2 separate regions of the Mus musculus genome follow, and region 1 is linked to region 2. The links are chromatin contacts, called in public promoter capture Hi-C maps. All regions are on one chromosome and are shown on one strand. Each heading gives the region's core, a stretch centred on a gene start, on an enhancer-like site or on the middle of the called end of the contact. The rest is flanking DNA. Distances are from core to core; before and after follow the strand shown. Region 1 holds the start of Slc6a17 (solute carrier family 6 (neurotransmitter transporter), member 17). Region 2 has its middle 8.0 kb from the start of Gm35700.

Region 1 (5,047 bases), core at 1,694-4,193, 160 kb before region 2:
CCAGGTGAGTGGTGGTTATAGTTTAGACCAAGATCATGACAGAATTAAAGAGAAGTGGCCAGATGCTAGAGGCACTTAGTAGCTAAGACCTCCAGGATTTAATGTGGATATCACGAAGGGATAAGGAGGAGGTGGGTTGCAAGGTGACAGATGGGTTTCTGACATGGAGAGTTGGATATGGGGCAGTAGGCACAAAGTTGACTGTTTTTCAGGACGTGGGGGTGGGGGTGGTCTCTGAATAAGGACATCTGCCTGGAAATGTAAAGAATTGAGTGCGCCACACTCAGGAAACTCTAGAATGAATATACCAGCAACAGAGAAACAACGCAGAGTGACAAAAGGACCAAGTAGAATTCAGTCTATAAAGATTAGCAGGAGAATGGGGGAGGGGGGTGGCCAGAGGTCAGAGGGACATAAGGAGTGGGGACATAATGAAGGAGAGGGGTCCAAGAATGTACTAGAGAATGGTCAATAAAACAAGGACTGGAAAATGCCCTGTGGATTTAGTCAGTCAGAGGCCATTGATGGGATCCATCTTGACTTCAGGACAGAGGAGAGTTGGCTATGGAGTGAGGGGAAGAGGAGGAAATGGGGACAGAGAACTTGGAAGAAGAAAGTTGAGCCACTTTTAAAGGAGATATTTGAACATGCTTAAAAGCTGCCGAGAAAGACACAGTGGCAGGAGAGTCTAGCATGTTTAAGGTTGACTCAGGCTGTCAAGAAGCTGTGGGCCATGGGACCCAGGGGCTAAGAAGGGCTTGGATTCTGACAGCAGGGAAGGCTCCCCTGCTCTCCCAGGGATGGGAGGGAGGAAAGGAGTGTAGCTGCTCTGAGGACCAAGGCGGTTTCTGAAAGACCAGGGAGGCAATGGGTAGACACAGGATGGTTAAGAGAATAGAAACTTGAGGAGGCCTTAATTGAGGAGAGGAATTGATGGCTCATAAAGCCACATAGAGGCACTGGGAATCAAGAAGCCCACCCAAGGCTGGCGACCGAGAAGGTAGAGGGAGATGGTGACTTCACGCTCCCCCCTCCGCACCCCCCCCCACCGAGAACTTTGCATGAAGAAACCAGGTATTGAGCCTATTCAGGATTAAGGTTGTCAGCAAGTGGCTATGATGAGACAAGGGACTTCTATCTGATATATATACTTACCTTCTTCCCCAAATTTCTTCTTCCTAGGTGTTTTGTTTTTGTTTTTGTTTTTTTGTTTAGTTTAGTGACAATACAGTCACCCAATAATTGCCATTTATCAAGCACATGTGACATCAAATAATTTAAAATAATCATCTTATGTGATCATAACAGCAACTGTATAGGATTGCATTTTCTTACAGTATGCACCGTTAGGCTCATTAGGTTATAAATCCTACTCAGGGTATGTAAGTGATGACAATCTAGATTAAAAAAACTTAGGCTCACTGGGCTCAAAAGTTCTTTGCAATCATTACACAAACTCTAAAACTCCTTTCCTTAAAACCACCTTTATCTGAGGTTCTCCTTCCTCTCGCCCCCTCTCTGCATCTCAGTTGTCTCACTGGGTTTGTTCACCTCCTCCACACCTCTTACATTACTCACTTCTTCCTTCGGTGTACCTCCATCCTGCTGATTTCCTGGTTAAGTCCACCAGAACATATGTTCTGTGAGGGCAGGGATCATGATGGGTCTTCCCTGTAACATCCATAGGACTGCAACAGTGCTCAGCAAACAATAGACTTGCTAAATACTTGTTAACTAAAAGAACCATCTATTGGCAGAGATCATTCTCAATGGGTATCTTTCATGTCCAGATGTCTCACGGGCCAAGGAACTGATGTTTTTTTTTTGTTCCAGTAAGGACTGGAGGATCTTTGCACAGTAAACTGGTGGATCTTTGCATAGCGATCTGCTTCAGAGAACAGAGAAGGTGGAGGGAAGTGTTGTTTGCTGTTCATTATGATAAAAATTCTGTAGGGGCAAATCACCTGTGAGTTTTCTTAGAGTCCACTATAAAACATTTAGGCTTCCCTAAACTTGAAGCCCTCCCACAGGACTTGAGAAACTGATCCGAATCTGAATCATTTCACTTGCAATACATGTGCTTTGTTTCTGGCCCCTGGGCTTCTGTGTCTTCAGTCATCATCCATAAATCGGTGGCCAGCCAGCTAGTTAGACTGAAGTACAGACTATCCCAGTACTTGCTTCTGGTCTCCATCATGATCTCACTTCCTCCACCCCTTCCAAACAGGTACTTGTTTGGAAATACCAAAGGTCCTCTAGAGCAGAGACAATTATTTCAGACTCCCGAACAGCACTTCTAGCCAGACAGGCCCTGTCACTTTTTGTCATTCGCCAGCTGTTTCTGCTCAGGCAACCACTTGTATGCACATAGTCTACACTTTTGCATTCACCCTGAGCAAATAAATACATTCCCTCCACAATGGCTGCCTTTCCTCATTTTGTCTACGTATCCCTTGGGGCCAGCATCCTTCAACACCTGTTTGGTACCCAGTCACAATTTCCCTCTCTCTTACTGCCCTCACTAGACTCATCTGTCAGGTTTTTGAGTTGTGTAGAGGTTGGCCTTGTGGGGTGATAGGATGGAAGAATGCCAGGGGGAAGGGGCAGCCAAAGGTGGGAATCGAGGCACCATCCACGTAGAGATGGAAAGAATAACCACTGAGTGGGACTGGAATCCTGAGAGGGTCAAAAGAAGGTGAGTCTGTAATGACAGGTGAGGTCCTCGGCTCAGGAGGCCTTTGGCCATGGCAGTTTATTTTCCTGAGAGCAGATGCCTAAAGAGAGCCTTCGGATCTCAAGAGGCTTCTTTCGGCAACCCCTCTCCTGCTCCCTACCCACCACTCTGTTTGGGTCCGCCATCAGAGCCTCGCACGCAGCCGGGGAGCCTCGCATTGACGCGGGCCCGCGCGTGAGTCAAGCCTGCGTCACGGCGCCCCGCCGCCAGGGTGGCCTTTCGGAAAGCGAGGGAACAGCGCGCGCCGCGCTCCGCCCAGCTCCGTTCCGCTCCGCAGAGCCGACGCGGACCGGGCACGGGGACGACGGCACTCGGCCGGGGCCTTCGCAGCCACGCGCTCCCTCCGCGGCGGGATCTGAGCCCCGGGGCGGCTCCCTAGAGCCCCGAGCGAGCGGAGGGCGGGAGCAGGGTTGGGACTCACGGCGACGGAGGGAGCGACAAGCCAGCTGAGTCGCGTGCGCCGGCGCGCGCAGCTCCAGGTCCCCCAGCCCCAGCTGGGGCCTGTCGCTGCCTGACTCCCCTTGCCCTCGGGAAGGACGGTGCACCCACGACCCGTCCGGGACCACGGCCACTCGGCGGAAATCCAGGGGCCGAGTCCGCGCGACGGCCCACGCGGGACAGGTGAGTCGCTGTTTGCTCCCCGAATGGCATCCCTGGGACAGCCACGGCAACTTTGCTTGCGCGGCCCCGCCTCAGCCTGAAAGGCCTGAAAGCGTGCAAGGCGGCGCTTTCTCTGGGTCCACACGACCTGCGCTGGCTCAGGGGCTCCTCCTGCCGCTCCAGCCATCGTTGCCTGGCGACGGAGGCCCGGGGCGGCGACGTTCTGGCGCGTCAAGGGTGCACGGCAGCTCCTGCACAGGTTGGACTTGAGCTTCAGCTTCTGGAGCTCAGGATGCCCCAGAACTCCGGAGGTAACAGGACAGCTGAAGAGGCGAGCACTAATGAAGAGCCAGCGAGGCCAGCTCGGTGGGTCCCTCCGCCTGGAGCGCGCCTAGGGCGCAGCCCCACGGGGAGGCTCCGGCGCTGCTGGAGACCCCAGCCTCAGACACTCGGCCACGGGCCCGTGACCTTGACGGTAACATTGGCTAGAGAAGCAGAACGTTCGCGCCCGAGATTTAATTCCCAGCCCTGGGGCTGCTCCTCAGTGAATTTGGGGCTAGAGTGGAAGAGCCCTTCCTCCCAGGAGGGAAGCACATCTGGGGACCGAAAGGCAGAGACAGGTGATGTGCACTGGGGGCCACAGTCTAGAGGGGCCAGCTGTCTGGAGAGAGGCCTCCGCCACATTTAAACCTGTGCAGACAGGGCTCTGAAGGGATGTTCGCAGTACGTCAGGACTGCTCCCCTAGGGGCGCGGCCGCCTGAGAAGGAAGCCTGATGCTTCATCCTCTTTAAAAGCCCAAACAGCTCTATCTTGTGTTCAAGTTCAATTTTGAGGCTACTCGGACCCAGTAGCAGTCAAGTGGGTTTTATTCTTTGAAAACTTCCCTCCCTCCCTCTCTTCACCCTCCCTCCCTCCTCCTTTCTCTCCCTCTGTCCTTTTCTCTTCCTCCTTAGAAATAGTTTAATGGGACATGTGAATTAGGAAATTTCTACTATGGGAGGCAGTTCAGTTGTGAACAAGAAGCAGGTTGGATTGGGTTGGGTTGAGTGGGGATGAAGAAGAAAGACTGTTATTGCCCTTTTAACAAAAAAACTGCCAGGGACTGAGAAAACCCTGCAATGGCTCCATAAAAAACGGTACCAAAACTTTAGTATCTATTTTGGTGGGCTATGTGGAGCTTAAACATCTTGCACCTCCCGCGGTTCTCACATTATACCATCTAGTAAGTTAGGTCCATCTCTTGGGAGAGAAGGACTTTCAGGTCACACCTGGTTGCCCTTGGCTGTGGACAAGGCCATCAGAGGTTTTAGCTCCTGTGTTCCCTTTTCCTCTAATGGAGCAGCTGTGGCTAAGTAGGTGGTTGAGTCGAATAGAGAATTTCTGCAGCTTAGCCTTTGGTGACTCAGTGCAGGAGGGGAATCGTGCCCACCAGCTCTGATTGGAGTTGGCTTAGCCTGAGTCACACAGAGTCGTGTGTCAGCTGTTTGTGAGTTCCTTGGAGTTCTTTAGCAGGACTCGTGAGCTGGAATGGCCTGAGCTTGCAGGTAGTGTAGGGGTAGCCAAGTCTTCAGAGTAGATCTCAGTCTGCCTGCTGTTAAGGAGGGCCTGTTGAACTCTGTCCCCATGGGGATGGTGAGTACCACCAGGCTGCAGAGGGGTCCCGTGCTTGTGGTCACAGTTTGGCCTAATGTTCCATCATGTGCCAACATGGT
Region 2 (4,427 bases), core at 661-3,160:
TTAGCATACTTCAATCATATATCTCTTCTTTATGTCGGAAACATTCCAAAACCTTTCCTTCAGCTCTTTTGAAATATACCATAAGTTATGTCCCCCTACTGTGATGATAGGACAGTAGAATATATTCCTCCTGCACAATGCTATGCATTAGCCAGCCCTTCCCCAGCCTCGAGTCACGACCATCCCGTGCTCATTTTCAGCGAGATTGACTTTTGGCTTCCTCACAGGAGAGCATGCAGTATTTGTTTTTCCAAGCCTGGCATGTTTCACTTAGCATAATGTCTTCCAGACTCACTCATATAAAGCAGTCCTAGACAAGGCACTCAGATGGACCTTCTACGTTTCACAGAGTCCATGAGAAGAAATGGAGTATCATCCTGTCTCCAACTTTCCTCTCATCAAGACCATTTTTAACTTACTAATTCCTCGTCCCCCAAAGGCCTTGTGATTTGAGGAGCCAGAAAAACATTTGCCCCAGACACCCACATTTTCTAGTAGCAGGGTACTATGTGCATCGATGGAGAGGAGCCTCCTGGCCCCACTGTAACAGCATTCCTGAAGGACAAGTTTACTTGAAGGACTAATAGCCTCGTGGGTGTCCCTCCTCCCTGTCCAGCACAAGAGGTACCTGTCACAGATATGATTCTGGTACATGGTGTGCCACTAAGAAGGACAGAGGGGAGGAGACTCAACAACACTTTCACACACTGGAGAGTTCTTCCACTTCATCTTTATGACAGTCTCACCAGCTTACAGAGGAGAAAAACGAGGTTGGAAATGGCCGACTCAAGGTTTCATAACCTCTGGTTGGCAAGACTAAGAGAAAGAGCTAATCTGACTCCAAGTCTGTCCTCTAACCATTAAGAAATATGATCTGGCATTCACCTAGCCACATCCGTCCACTTAGCCCTCCCCCTCACCTCCAAATGGAAGTTTCCTCCCAGACCAAAGAGGGCTCTGAGCTTTGGTAAACTCTCTTGAGGCAACCTGCCCCACCCATCAGTGCTCTGCATGGGTCTGGCCTCCCCTTTACTCTAAAACACAGCTTGAGGTGAGCCTGCTACTTAATTGTTTGATGGAAGAACTTCCTTGCCCCGACCCTGAGCTATCCCACATGTAGCTGTACATCACTGTGAGGCAGGAGGACCCTAAGTTCCAGGCCAGCCTGGAGTCTGGAGTGAGAATTTATCTAAAAAAAAAAAAAAAAGCCAAGTACTGCAGCAAGCTATTTCAAGCAAAATAAACCAAACACCCCCCCAACACAGACACAGACACACACACACAGACACACACAGACACACAGACACACACAGACACAGACCACACACACAGACACACACACACAGACACACACACACACACACAGACACACACACACACACACACACACAGACACACACACACACACACACACACACGATCTCATCCTTCCCTCTACAAGCAACGGTGACTTCTGCAAGCCCAGAGGCATGAGTGCTCTTGGCAAGGTGGTGTTCGAGGCCTCACAGTTTCTGTGTTGAGTCCCAGTGTGTCCACCCCTGTCAATGTTGCCATTTGGCAGGACCAAGTGACCTAGTTTCTCCCCACACCCCTCCCCCCGCCCCCCTCCCCGCCAGAAGCTAGGCTGCAGGCTGTGCAGAGTTTGGCATCTGCGGGTCTTTTCTGCCCTCTGCTGGTCGCTAGGCAGGAGGCTCGCCAGGGCTAGCAATCCCACGTGGGTCTACTGCGGGGAACTGACTCGCAGGCCTATAAATGTTTGCTGAGTTAACTGAGTAAGAGGATTGTGTACCGTTCTAGGCTCTGGGGCCTAAGGAGGCCAGAGTCAGGACTGCTGCTCTGCAAACTCGTTACATTCAGCCAAACCAGGGCCCAATTCCCCAGTTGCTTTCCTTCTTTTTGCTTCCCCACAGGCTCCTCCTCTTCCCTCCCTCAAGGACTGTTGCCTGGCTAGGGAGAACTGAGTCAGCAAAGCCAAGTCAGTAAGTTGCCCCACCACCTGTTGCGTTACCTCTGACCAGTCCCTTAAAGCCATCTGAAGTCCCTCCTTGATTATCTCGTTTCCTCTCCGAGTCGTTGCTTCTGTTTTCTTGTGGCATCTTCAGAACACTCTTTTTACTTGCTACTGAATCTGTTCCTGACACATCTACTGGAAGTCCTGGCTCTGTCCCAGGTCATCACTCAGAAGTTTGATCTGTCTGCCCTCCTGGTGGCCTTTCAGAGCCTTCACTAGCAACTACATCTCTGAGACTTCCGTTTCCCTAAACACAAGCAGAAAGCCCACTCAGAGCCCTCTACTTTTGAGAGATTTGTCTTGATAAAGACATCTTAAAAACCAAAAAGTCTAGAAGACTCACAAAAGGACCACCTAGTGCTGACGGTTTTATAGGTCATGACAGCCTGCCACAGCAGCCCTCTGAGTAGTATGGTAAAAGAATTGGAGAGGCTTTTAATTTCTATGTATACTGTGTTTTCTATTTAAAATGTACGTACGGAGCTCTTTCATGTGCTGTATATCAGGGAATGAAATTTGTTATTTTGTTTTTAAACTAAATTTAAGGATGAGGAAAGTGGGGCCACAGAGAAGAAAATATTTCTCTGGTGATTATACAGGAAGAAAAAAACAATGATGCTCACACCCAACCTTCCAATCCCCAAACCTTGGGTGTTCATTCCAAGAACACTGCTGGCTCTGCATCTTGAAAAACGTGAAAGAACAGAAACCAAAACCTAAGTAAAGCAGAGAAAAAGAATCAAGCAGTCATGTGCTGTGTTTAACGTATTCAAACAACCGCATAAAGGATGGGCTATTCTTCCCACCTGACTTTCCACAGTTAGTATTCAAAACTACACTTAAGAGGCTGGGCCCACTCAGTAAAGCGCTTGTGGTGCAAACATGAGAATCTGAGCTGGGAACCCCAGAACCCTGGTAAAAGTCAGTCAAACCTGGCAGTAATAAGCTTAGTGTGGGGTGGGTGAGATGGGTGGAGATGGGCGGATCCCTGATTGTTAGCCAGGTACCATTTCCTGTCTGTTGTTAATGTTAAGTAACTGACTAGAAGCAATCTAAGGAAAGACTGTTTCATCTAGTTTACCCTTCCTAGTCACAGGACAACATAGAGGAAAGTCAAAGCAGGAACCTGAAAGTGAATTTTTTTCTTTTTCTTTTTTTTTTTTTTGTAGTGTTACATCTCAGTCCAGCAGGAACCATTGGACGATGATGCTCACTAGTTTGCTAGCTCACAGGCTAGTGCCTAGTTACATTTCTGTCTGTCTGTCTGTCTGTCTGTCTGTCTGTCTGTCTCTCTCTCCCCCTCCTTCCTTCCTTCTTTTCTTTCTTTCTTTCTTTCTTTTTTTTTTTTTTTTTTTTTGGTTTTTCGAGACAGGGTTTCTCTGTGTAGCCCTGGCTGTCCTGAAACTCACTCTGTAAACCAGGCTGGCCTCGAACTCAGAAATCTGCCTGCCCTCTGCCTCCCAAGTGCTGGGATTAAAGGCGTGCACCACCACTGCCCGGCTTTAGTTACATTTCTTATGTGGACGGATACCTCTTCCCAGGAAATGGAACCAACCATGGTGGACTTGACCCTCCTACATCAATTCCTAATCAAGACAAGCTTCTTAGACACGCCCACAGGCCGTCATGATCTAGGCAATTCCTCAGTCAAGGCTTTCCTTCTCAGATAACCCTGGACTGTATTTAGGTAACAATCAAAACTAATTAGGACTGAGATCCTGTCCTGAAAAATAAACTGGACAACTAACTAATACTGACCTCTGCCCTCCACATGTACACATGAGTGCCCATACCCACGTGGGCATGTGTATTGTATGACAAGCATGAGTGCGAATGCATACACACTTTAACTCTTTCCACACTCAACCCAACTGCAGAACTGCCTCAAGCTGTACCACTCTTGCCTGAATTTGTGCATATACCTTTGAGAATCTCTCCTTTTGCCTTTCATGTGGTACTGTGAGGGAGCTAAAAGAGAATTACCTCAGGGAATAGGAGTGGGAGAACATCCTTCAAAAGGCACTCTAGTATGATTATCAAAGTGTAGTCCAGAAACTGGTTCATATCTTGGCTCTGCTGTGTGACACAACCTCTCTTCTCATCCGGTCTCATAATCTGTTAAAAGTAGGTACCAGTTTCACTTCATTCATTGTTGCTGTTGAGGGAGAGTTTTTGTAGCCCACGGTGGACATGAGCTCCTGATCCTCCTATCCCTATGTCCTAAGGATCACGAACATGCAGCACAGTGTCTGGCTTTTTACAGTGACTTGAGTCAACAATGTTATACTCAGGGACATAAATATTATGCAGTCTTAGGTCTTATGAGATAGCTTTGGGGGGTTAGGTAAGGTGGTGGCCATCCTGTGGGGGCTTGTGGGAAGAATCCATCCTAATATTCAGAGGAGAAGGGAACTCG

Evidence for each region. Promoter capture Hi-C pulls out the DNA fragments that hold promoters and counts their contacts.
Region 1: a promoter capture Hi-C map of embryonic stem cells shows a contact between it and region 2, with 4 times the contacts expected there. The contact joins the promoter of Slc6a17 here to the enhancer-like site in region 2. A contact is called at or near these places in 7 of 39 promoter capture datasets (the 3T3-L1 cell line, cranial neural crest, embryonic stem cells and 3 more), 1 of 484 Hi-C or Micro-C datasets (embryonic stem cells), 2 of 115 datasets of contacts at active chromatin or transcription factors (VIP interneurons and bone marrow-derived macrophages) and 3 of 9 other capture datasets (adipose tissue, liver and pancreatic islet).

What each region holds. Positions count from the first base shown.
Region 1 is chr3:107,515,914-107,520,960 of GRCm38.p6, reverse strand. Slc6a17 (solute carrier family 6 (neurotransmitter transporter), member 17) reads left to right here and starts at 2,943. Exons shown (of 12, transcript NM_001293689.1): 1 at 2,943-3,355.
Region 2 is chr3:107,354,579-107,359,005 of GRCm38.p6, reverse strand. No RefSeq gene overlaps it. Among named protein-coding and RNA genes, the nearest start is that of Gm35700, 8.0 kb to the left of the region's middle. Within about 2 kb of position 1,910, at least 96 of the 459 cell types and tissues checked have an H3K27ac peak or open chromatin away from gene starts, as enhancers often do. A contact at or near this core is called in adipose tissue, embryonic stem cells and liver, where this site is marked.